Regions from separate parts of the Sus scrofa genome. Here all the other regions are linked to region 3. The links are chromatin contacts, called in public Hi-C and promoter capture Hi-C maps. All regions are on one chromosome and are shown on one strand. Each heading gives the region's core, a stretch centred on a gene start, on an enhancer-like site or on the middle of the called end of the contact. The rest is flanking DNA. Distances are from core to core; before and after follow the strand shown.

Region 1 (3,065 bases), core at 544-3,043, 380 kb before region 3:
TGGAGGTTCCCAGGCTAGGGGTCAAATCAGAGCTATAGCTGTTGGCCTACACCACAGCCACAGCAATGCCGGATCCTTAATGAACTGAGAGAGGCCAGGGATTGAACCCGCAACCTCATAGTTCCTAGTAGGATTCATTTCCGCTGCACCATGATGGGAACTCCAAAGATGGTGCATTTAGTTTAAAATATTTTTAATAGGTTTTGGGAGCAAGACATTCTGAGAAAAATGTCCAGAACACAAGACTCCACTGCTAGGAAGAGAGAGGGAGGGCTGAAGATGTAAGGTTGGGTATGATATCTGCAGACAAAATTCTTCACTGACTATTTTTGAGAGCAGTGCCTCTAAAGCTTGGAAGGTGATTCATGGACTTCTTGTGTTTTTGCTGCAACATAATTTCAATTTTAAAAGGAAATAGATTGACCTTTTATGAATTGGTCCTACACTATATGATACGGTGGCCACTAGCCCCATGTGATTATTAAGCACTTGAAACCTTGTTAGTTTAATTGAGATGTGCTATAATCTTTTGAAGACTTAATACAAATAAGAGGTAAAATATATCATTAATAGTTTTTGAACTTAATTAAATGTTAAAAATCATTTTTCATATATTGAAGTAAATAAAATGTATTATTAAAATTAATTTATTTTCACTTTTTTTGACGTGGCTCCTAGAAAATTTTAAATTACATGTGTGGTTGACATTAGACTTTCTTGAAGGTTGCTGAATTAAACCATTTTACCTATCATCATTAATTTGGACAGTTATAATAGGCTATGAGACAAATGCCAAGCAGTTAAACCTCCAGAAGAACTTCTGATCCTAGGCAAGCTCCTCATTTGCCAGGGTTTTGTTGTTGTTGTTGTTGTTGTTGTTTATTTTTTGTTTCTTTGTCATTAGACTCTAAAGAGTTAGTTTCTGCATCTCTTTTTCCATCTGCTACCACCAGTTCTTTTGCCCAAGGTTCCTGCCTGCACGTTTAAGTTCTGTCGTCATAGGCTTTCAGGGAGGCAGGGGTCATCTGGCTCAGTGCCTCTCAAACACTGTGGTTAGGGCTGCTGCCCAAGAATCCCTTGGAAGGTTATTATTTCACTAGGTCTAGAAGTATGGCCCAGGAGTTTGTCATTTGAAAAAGCTCTTTGAGTAAACCTGTTGAGTAGCCGGGTTTAGGAATCCTTGAGCCAGTCCAGTGGTTTTCAAACTTTATTTTTTTAAGGACTGCACCCATGGCATACAGAAGTTTCCAGGCGAGGGGTCCAGTTGGAGCTGCAGCTACAGGCCTACGCCATAGCCACAGTAATGCCAAATCCAAGCCACATCTGTGACCTGTGCCGCAGCTCGAGGCAACAACAGATCCTTAACCCACTGAGTGAGGATCAAATCTACATCCTCATGGATGCTAGTCAGGTTCTTAACCCTCTGAGCCACACCAGGAACTTCCAAGCTTTTCCTTAGGAGCAGAATTTTCTCATAAGTGAAGTCTTAACATTACAATCACAATATTTAAAAGGTTAAAAAAAAACCCTACTCTGAGTGAAGTGGGCCTGGAGGCTTAAGGTGTCAACAGCTCTACCTCCCTTTTCCTCTCCCACCCCTCCCTCACTCCAGCAGCTTAGAGGACCTTTAGGGGTCGGTTGATCCATTTGAAAAACCTTGATCTGTTCTCTTAATCCATCCTCCTCCATAACGTACCCTCCAAGAGGTTATCCTGCCTGTGCCAGGATATCTCCAGTGAACTCACTTCAAAGACACACTCTAATAATCATAACAATAATTTCCTCCAAAGGAGGAGGGAGGAAATTGCTTCACATCATGTAATTGCTTCACATCACGTTCCTGCGTCCCCACCCCCCTTACCTCCACCCCCTCCTTTTTTTTTTGGCTTGAGGAGGAGACATGTAAGTTAAACTGAAAACCAGAGGACAGGTTTACTTTCCCCTTAATTCAGGTCCAAAGTTCTGTCCAAAAGTTCTCTCAGGGTTCCCGTCATGGCTCGGCGGAAATGAATCTGACTAGTATCCATGGAGACGCAGGTTCGATCCCTGACCTTACTCAGTGGGTTAAGGATCAGGTGTTGCTGTGCGCTGTGATGTACGTTGCACACGCGGCTCAGATCTGGTATTGCTGTGGCTGTGGCATAGGCCAGCGGCTGCAACTCCAATTTGACCCCTAGCCTGGAAACCTCCATATGCGGGTGGGTTTGGCCCTAAAGAGACCAAAAAAAAGTCCTCTCTTCTTTCATTTCCTCCTTTATATAAAGAATAATGTTTTCTTGTGCTGAATTTTGATTCTTTAAGATATTTCTTTAAAGGCACACATGTTTTCTCTCAGAGACGTTAGAACTGTCTATAGTTCACTTTCCCTTTAGCTTCTAGTTTAGTCAGTAAAAACTATTTATATATGAACCTTTTTTCAAAATTTTTATGAGAAGAAATAAAAATACCCTTTTTTAAATTTCTAATATCCTGAATAATATTTGCCCTCAAGTATCTGGATATTTGTATTGCTAGTATTTACATCTGCCTATGGGCTCTTAATTCTTAATAGTTTAAATGAATTTCACATAAAGTTAACCATTTTAAGGTGAACGATTCGGTGACATTAGTTTCATTCACAACATTGTGTAAGCAGCATCTCTAACTCATTCAAAAACATTTTTATCACTCTAAAGCAAAATCCCTTACCTGTTAAGCAGTTTATACTCATGTACAGTTCTGAGCCCTGGCAATTACTAATCTGTGTTTTGTGTCTACAGAGTCACCTCTTCTGGATATTTTGTATAAATGAGATCATGCAATGTATGATCTCTTGGGTCTGGCTTCTTTCAATTAGCCTAAAATCTAGGCAGCCCATCCGCATTACACATGTATCAATGCTTCATTCCTTTTTATGACAGAATAATATTCCATTGTGTATATATACCAGAGTTGGTTTATCCATTCATTCACTGATGGACATTTAAGCAATTTCTGCCTTTTGGCTCTTGTAAATAGAGCTGCTGTGAACACGTGTGTACATGTACTTATTTAAGTCCTTGTTTTCAACTCTTTAAGAAATATAC
Region 2 (2,979 bases), core at 362-2,861, 430 kb before region 3:
GGCTTGGATCCCGCCTTGCTGTGGCTCTGCTGTCAGCCGGCACCTACAGCTCTGATTAGACCTCTAGCCTTGGAACCTCCATATGCCACAGGAGCAGCCCAAGAAATGGCAAAAAGACAATAAATAAGTAAATAAATAAATAAGCATCTAATTATTAGATACCTGTATCTCTTGACTCTATCTTTTAAGCAGCATAAAATACTACATTGTACCCAGCAAGCTATCATTTTGCCTGCAACATGAATTCGCTATAAATTGGTATTATAGCGAATACCAATAAAATGAAAATGAAACCTCAAGCTTTAGGTTTAACAAGATTTTTAAGTTACACACATTTTATCCCCTACTCTTATTTTTGGACCCATTTTTCCATTCTCTTATTTCACAAGCACTAATGTAGGCATAAGTGTTTCCATAAATATTAGAGTTCAGATCAACAGTCAAATGAATTACAACAAAAATTTTCACCAGATACCTGCTGACACAGCATCGATAATTATCAAAATATATTCTTCCTCTCTCATAGGCTATAGGTGACTTGGAATGAGTCGTCCAAACATTCTTAAATTTAGTACTTTCCTGAAAGACACAAGGAACTTCAGTTTAGGAAATAACTCATAAGCTTCCACTCTGCACCAATTTTAAGTTGGATGGTTAAATTGACAGTTTGCAAAGTAATTTCATGTACTTTTTAGAAAACATTATGTTCAATGCTTCCTCAATCTGCCCTCGCGTTTTGGCTTAAGTGGAGTGATCGATTTTAGAAAAACTGTTTCTAAGAAGATATACGAAGGTTAAAACTAAAAGCATGCGGCGGTTCCGTTTTAATGGTTATTTACTAATCCCCCCGCTTCAAGGCCTGGATCACCCTGACCATCATGTGAGATCTTAAAAACGGGCTGTCCTGCAGAAAAACTGCACCCCAGCAAGAAGGCTTGACCTCCCCGTCGCCCCGTCGCCCCGCTGCCCCAGGTCCGGCTCCCGGTGGCGGGTGGTCACCTGGCACACCAGCGCCCGCAGGATGCCCAGGTTGGTCCTCTGCACCACGCCCGCGTCGCGCGAGAAGAAGCCCAGCGCCCGGCGACTTAGCCGGCAGCACACGTTGGGCTTCTGACTTGGCCCCATGGAGGCGCGGGCCAATCGCGGAGTTGTCCGGGCCCAAGAGGGGCGCGCCCCTCACTCCCGCGCAGAGCAAGGGCCCCTACCGCCGAACCTCCAGGCCCCAACTCCCTGAGGGGCCCAGGAAAAGGTGACACCGGGAGCCTGGCAGTGGGCGCAGGGCGGTGGGGCGAGGGGAGGCAGAGCCGGTGCTGCCCGTGAGTGGAGAAGTGGGAAGGAAAAGCAACTCCCTTCTCCGTCGGCCCCTCCAACGCTCTAGGGCTCGGGACCCGGCTGCCGACAGCGCGACGCCTGCGTAACGCGCGGTCGGATGGAGCCGTTCCCTCACCGGGAAATGTAGTTCCCAGTACACGCTGAGGGAGCCTGGCCTGTTCCCAGAACTACAATCCCCATCAGGCAGCGGGCAGCGAGCCCTTGCCCTGGCCCCGCCTTCAACCCACCACAGCCCCGCCCCGCCCCTCCTCCTGGGGCTGGGCTGAGTCTGCGCTGTAGGCCTGGCGCGCTTTTCCGGGTCTGCACGCGGCGCCGGGGGAGGGCCTGGTGGCTCTGTACTGCCGCCTCCTGGTCTCGGTTTCTTAGAATACGCCCTTCGCCCAGGGGTTCGTTTCTTGCCGCCCGGTACCCCCAAGCCTCTGAACCCCTGGACTCTTGCTTTGGGAGGCTCTGGCGGGACGCCGAGAGGGGCATTGTGTCGTGTGCGATCCCTTCCCCCCGAGGCAGCATCATGTGCTAAAGAAAGGTACGCCCTCGGCTTTCCCTTCAGTGTACTGTGAACGTTTTGGATGAGATGTATAGTTAAACATTTGGGATCAGTAAACACTGCTTTTGTGTTATGAGTTAGTGGTGAAGATGCTGGCATTCCCGCCAAACTGGAGTTGAATTACCCTTTACCAGAGGTCTGCCCTGCTGTGGCCCTCAGAGACGCGGGCAGGTTTTGCAATAATTGCTGCATTTTCCTTTCACATTTTACTCCCTCCTTATCGGGAATGAAATATCACATATTTACATTATTATTGAACTGCCCGAGGCATTCCAGTTTGATTGCTCTTAAGTAAAAGATGACTTTGTGACTATCCCTGCCTGTAGGTCAGAGTTCCCACTACACTGCATTTTCAGCAATCTTGCACCAGACTTGTCCTATTGCTCTGCTTGTGAGTCCCTTGAGGGTGGTGTCTTTGCATTTCCCACGTGGCCTCTTGTTCAGAGGTAGGCAAGGCAGCAACTCCATCTGACAGAGCAAAAAGTACAACCCTGGGTGAGTGTGTTGGGTTAAGTGTTTAGGAAAAATTTGTCATATCTCTTTTTAACCCTGCTGAATTTCCTTTAGGGCCTAGGCTTTTGCTGATTTTTCATATCTTATTTACAGCATACTGTGGAGTGCTTTGTATATTTTTAGAGAGCGCTATAATAGTTAATTTGCTAATTCATGAATGCAGCTGTCGCTGAGAAAACTGGGACCCAGAAAAGATAACGGGATTTTCTTTGGCTGAAATGAAATTCAAATCATTGCTGAATTGAACTCATAATCTTTTTTCATCTTCCCCTTCACCCCCACTTATTTGTCTTCCAGTGGTCTTTATCTCACCTTCCAAGCCCCAAGTCACCCAAGGGACAGCCATCTTTTCCCTCATCCTCAACCAAGTACTTTTGATTTTGATATCTGTCTCCTCTTCATACCCCAGCATAATTTAGGGCCTCACCATTTTATCACATTATTATGTTAAATAGCCTCCTTTCTGCCTTACTTAAATACTTTCAATTCCAGCCCTCCACTCTGCTGCCAGAACGATTTTTCTAAAGCACAAATCTGTCATTTCCCTATTAAAGCTTTTACGTGGCTCCCAATCACCCAGAGCAGAA
Region 3 (3,170 bases), core at 399-2,898:
CCAAGCTGAAAGAACAGGAATGGTTCCCATTTCCACCTGGGTACTAGGGCCAGCTCTACCACCGGTGTAGCTGTGAGCCCAATTAACCTCTCTGGATTTCACCATCTTCATCTGGAACTCGAGGAATTGAAAGAGATCTCCAAGGCCCCCCAACCCCCAAGCTGCTCTCCTTGGTGTATATGCATGGTTGGTTGCTGTTGTTGTTGTTGTCGTCGTGTTTTGTTTTAAAGCACCAGGGTGGAGAAGCACTGGTCTGTGGATTGCTTTCCTGCGCCCAGGTGGAAAGGAGCTGCAGACGAAGAAGAAACCTCACTCCTCTGGGCTCTTGGCTCTCCCCAGACCTCTATAGACTCCCCAGTCACACAGAGAGCAGGGTGCTGGACTTGGGAATGAGGGGGATTGGAAGGTGGGAGACAGGGCATCATGGTGCTTCTTTGGGTTTTAAGTCTCTTTCGAGATAAGATGAGATCCTAAAGTTTCCCCCCACCACATGCACTCTGCGGGACGCCTGCTAACGACCTTTCTCTCCTGCTCAGAGGGAAGCTGCCAGCAGCTCCACCTTGCTTTTTGGTTTTTAAGTCTATGCTCCACATATTTTATTTTCAAAAGGCTATCTGCTGGCTAAAACCACTGTTTTTCAAACCACTGATCTTTGTCAAGGGCAAACCTACTCCCTTCTAAAAACAAAACAGAAAAGCTTTCATCAGCTCTTCATTAAGGCACAACTTGAGCTCCCTGGCATGGCATCCAAGCACCCTCCCGCCCCAGCCCCCAAGTTGCAACTGCTGCCACGCCAGACGTCACCATTCCCGCCCCAGCCACTCGGAGCAATGTGCGGTCCCAGGACACACTATGGGCCACATACCTTCATGCCATTGGCGGATGCTGTTGCTTCTGCCCACAGTGACGTTCCACTTCGCCAGAGAACCTCTATGTATCCTTCAAAGCCCTGACGTCACCTCCCCCGGAAGTCTTCTCGGACTTCCTCCGGTGGAAGTCATCCCATTTCTGTCCCTTACTATCATCACGTGGGTACTAAATTACTCATTATAAGTAGTGGGGTGAATGTCTTTGGATTGAGATCACATGGGCCCAAACCTAGCTGTCCCTCTAGATGCTCCTGGGCCTGCAAAGCAGGAAGGTTCTCCTCATGGAGCTGTGGGGAGGATGAGAGAGGCCCCGAGTCCAGCCAGCCCACGGAGGGTTGTTGGGCCATGGGAGGTGCGCCCCCACATCCAGGCTCTAACCTCAGGGGGAAGCCTGGGGTTGGGGAATGGGGGGAGCAAGACCCTGCCTCTCCCCACCAGGTTCTCAGACTTCTGATGTTTCTTGCCATATCTGAGGAGTTTACAGACACCCGTAGGGCTTTTCCTTTTTATCTTAATCTTCAGGTTGATATATTTACTTTAAAATTGTGTTGAAAAAGAGCTCCTTTTGGTGAATGCACCCAGGCTTTTCTGCATCCCCACTCAGCTAAACTTGTCTGCCATAAAAGGGAAGCACAGGACCAATTCCAGGAGCCCTTTTCGAAAAAAAAACAACAGTCACCCCCATCCTTGGGGCCCCTCCCGCGACTCCCCAGCCCCGCCCCAGGGCCCTGCGAGGCCGGCCCGGAGACCCCGTGGCCTCCAACGGGGCGCGGCTTTTCCAGGTTCGCGGCGCCACCTGCCGGCAGAGGCGCGTACTGTGGACTGGCTCCCGCTCCACGTGGCGGTGAATTAAACAGAAATCCCGGGGCAAAAGCCAATGTTCGGCGCTGTGGCCAGCCGGTGTGTGGAGACAGAACTGAGACCTGGGTGTGGACCGACCTACTAGGAGTCAGGTCCTACCCCAAAGTTCCCCGCTGTATAAACTGGAGGAGGTTTCTTTTCTGGTAAATGGAGCGATCAGTACCACCTGCCGGGAGGCCAGGGAGAATTAATAGAAAAACTCACTCAGCTTGGTTCCTGGTGCCTGCTATCAATGCAGCACTTCTCTGTAAATTGATTCCTTTTTCTCACCAAAGTTTATTTGTAAAGGAAGCTATTTTAGCCTTGTCCTAGGAAGCAGCTCTATTTTTCCAATGCATGTTAAAATGCACATATATGTAATAAAATTAGAAAACAATTTCCTTCAGGTACAACACACCAACATCCCTCAGTGTCTGCCCAGGGACCCCTCCTCTTTCTCTTCTGCCCCTTTCCATGTCCACAGTCAACCTTCATGTAGAGGACCTGGAAGCCCCAGTGGGTTGAGTTTTCATCTCAGGTGACAGCATTTTCCTAGCAGAGATCTCAATTTGGAAAGACAGATTTCTCTGACTCTGAGGTTTCATGCCCTTTTTAGTTCTGGTCATTCCAGGAAAGGAAAAACAAACACTTGGCAGACACCAAGGAGGGTAAATGCTTTATTAAAATCAGAATGAGCTTGAGCTCCTGGACTGAGGCAATAGTAACCTGTCTCCTCTTGCTTTTATTCAATAAGACAGACGGAGTTTGCTCTCACATTTATGTTCCCCACCACCCAAAACACACAGGTTGCTCAGCTGACAACCTCAAGTGAAACAATGTTAGAACTGTGTATACTTCATGTACCTAACATTTCCTGAGATCTAAATGCCAGGACAGCCCCTAGAGACAATGTGTTTCTCCTGCCATCCTGTCTCTGCGTCTTTCTGCTCAGGATAGGTGTCTGAACCACAGAGGTTCAGTTTCTGGCCAAAGTGACAGTTTACTAACACTGCAGATGATCACAGTGTAAGTCTACAAAGGCAAACGTCACTGATAATTCTAATCTAGGGCCAGTGTTAGGGATCTCTTAGTAGAGAGCTTTTAAATGCCGCCAGAGATGGCAAGCCCCTCCACTCCAGGCTCAGCAGTCCTGGCTAAGTCTCCTACTTCTCCCCTACATGAAAATAGCCCTATTGTTTTCGTGGGTTAAAAAGTAATTCAAATATGTTTTTACAAAGTCTATCAACACACAAGTGTATAAAGAATAAGTTCCTACAACCCCACCCACCCTAATTCAAGTGTTCCTTGAAGATATGCTTTCTCCTGCAAACCCAGACAGACTTACTAGTTCCAGTCTCAAACCAGGCTGGCCTGGCCAGAGCTGGGCAAGGGTAGGCGGCTTTCTTCTCACCAGGATGGGAGGCCATAGAGTGGAGGGAAAGGAAGCCGTTCAGGAATTGA

What was found. Promoter capture Hi-C pulls out the DNA fragments that hold promoters and counts their contacts. Hi-C and Micro-C count contacts between places; a contact is called where the count stands out from the background.
Region 1: a contact with region 3 is called in a Hi-C map of liver, with 1.9 times the contacts expected there. The contact joins two enhancer-like sites. A contact is called at or near these places in 2 of 47 Hi-C or Micro-C datasets (liver and mesenteric adipose tissue).
Region 2: a contact with region 3 is called in a promoter capture Hi-C map of liver, with 18 times the contacts expected there. The contact joins the promoter of METTL8 here to the enhancer-like site in region 3. A contact is called at or near these places in 3 of 5 promoter capture datasets (fetal liver, fetal skeletal muscle and liver), 23 of 47 Hi-C or Micro-C datasets (adipocytes, alveolar macrophages, blood and 16 more) and 2 of 2 datasets of contacts at active chromatin or transcription factors (alveolar macrophages and skeletal muscle).

What each region holds. Positions count from the first base shown.
Region 1 is chr15:77,517,924-77,520,988 of Sscrofa11.1, reverse strand. All of the region lies in intron 4 of METTL8 (methyltransferase-like protein 8), which reads left to right. Among named protein-coding and RNA genes, the nearest start is that of METTL8, 45 kb to the left of the region's middle. Within about 2 kb of position 1,793, at least 3 of the 83 cell types and tissues checked have an H3K27ac peak or open chromatin away from gene starts, as enhancers often do. A contact at or near this core is called in liver, where this site is marked.
Region 2 is chr15:77,563,124-77,566,102 of Sscrofa11.1, reverse strand. It overlaps METTL8 (methyltransferase-like protein 8), which reads left to right and starts at 1,611. Exons shown (of 12, transcript XM_001925591.5): 1 at 1,611-1,858. It overlaps DCAF17 (DDB1- and CUL4-associated factor 17), which reads right to left and starts at 1,474. Exons shown (of 12, transcript XM_021076469.1): 1 at 1,000-1,474; 2 at 476-579. The coding sequence starts at 1,125.
Region 3 is chr15:77,135,164-77,138,333 of Sscrofa11.1, reverse strand. No RefSeq gene overlaps it. Among named protein-coding and RNA genes, the nearest start is that of GORASP2, 37 kb to the right of the region's middle. Within about 2 kb of position 1,648, at least 19 of the 83 cell types and tissues checked have an H3K27ac peak or open chromatin away from gene starts, as enhancers often do. A contact at or near this core is called in fetal liver, liver, retroperitoneal adipose tissue and 2 more, where this site is marked.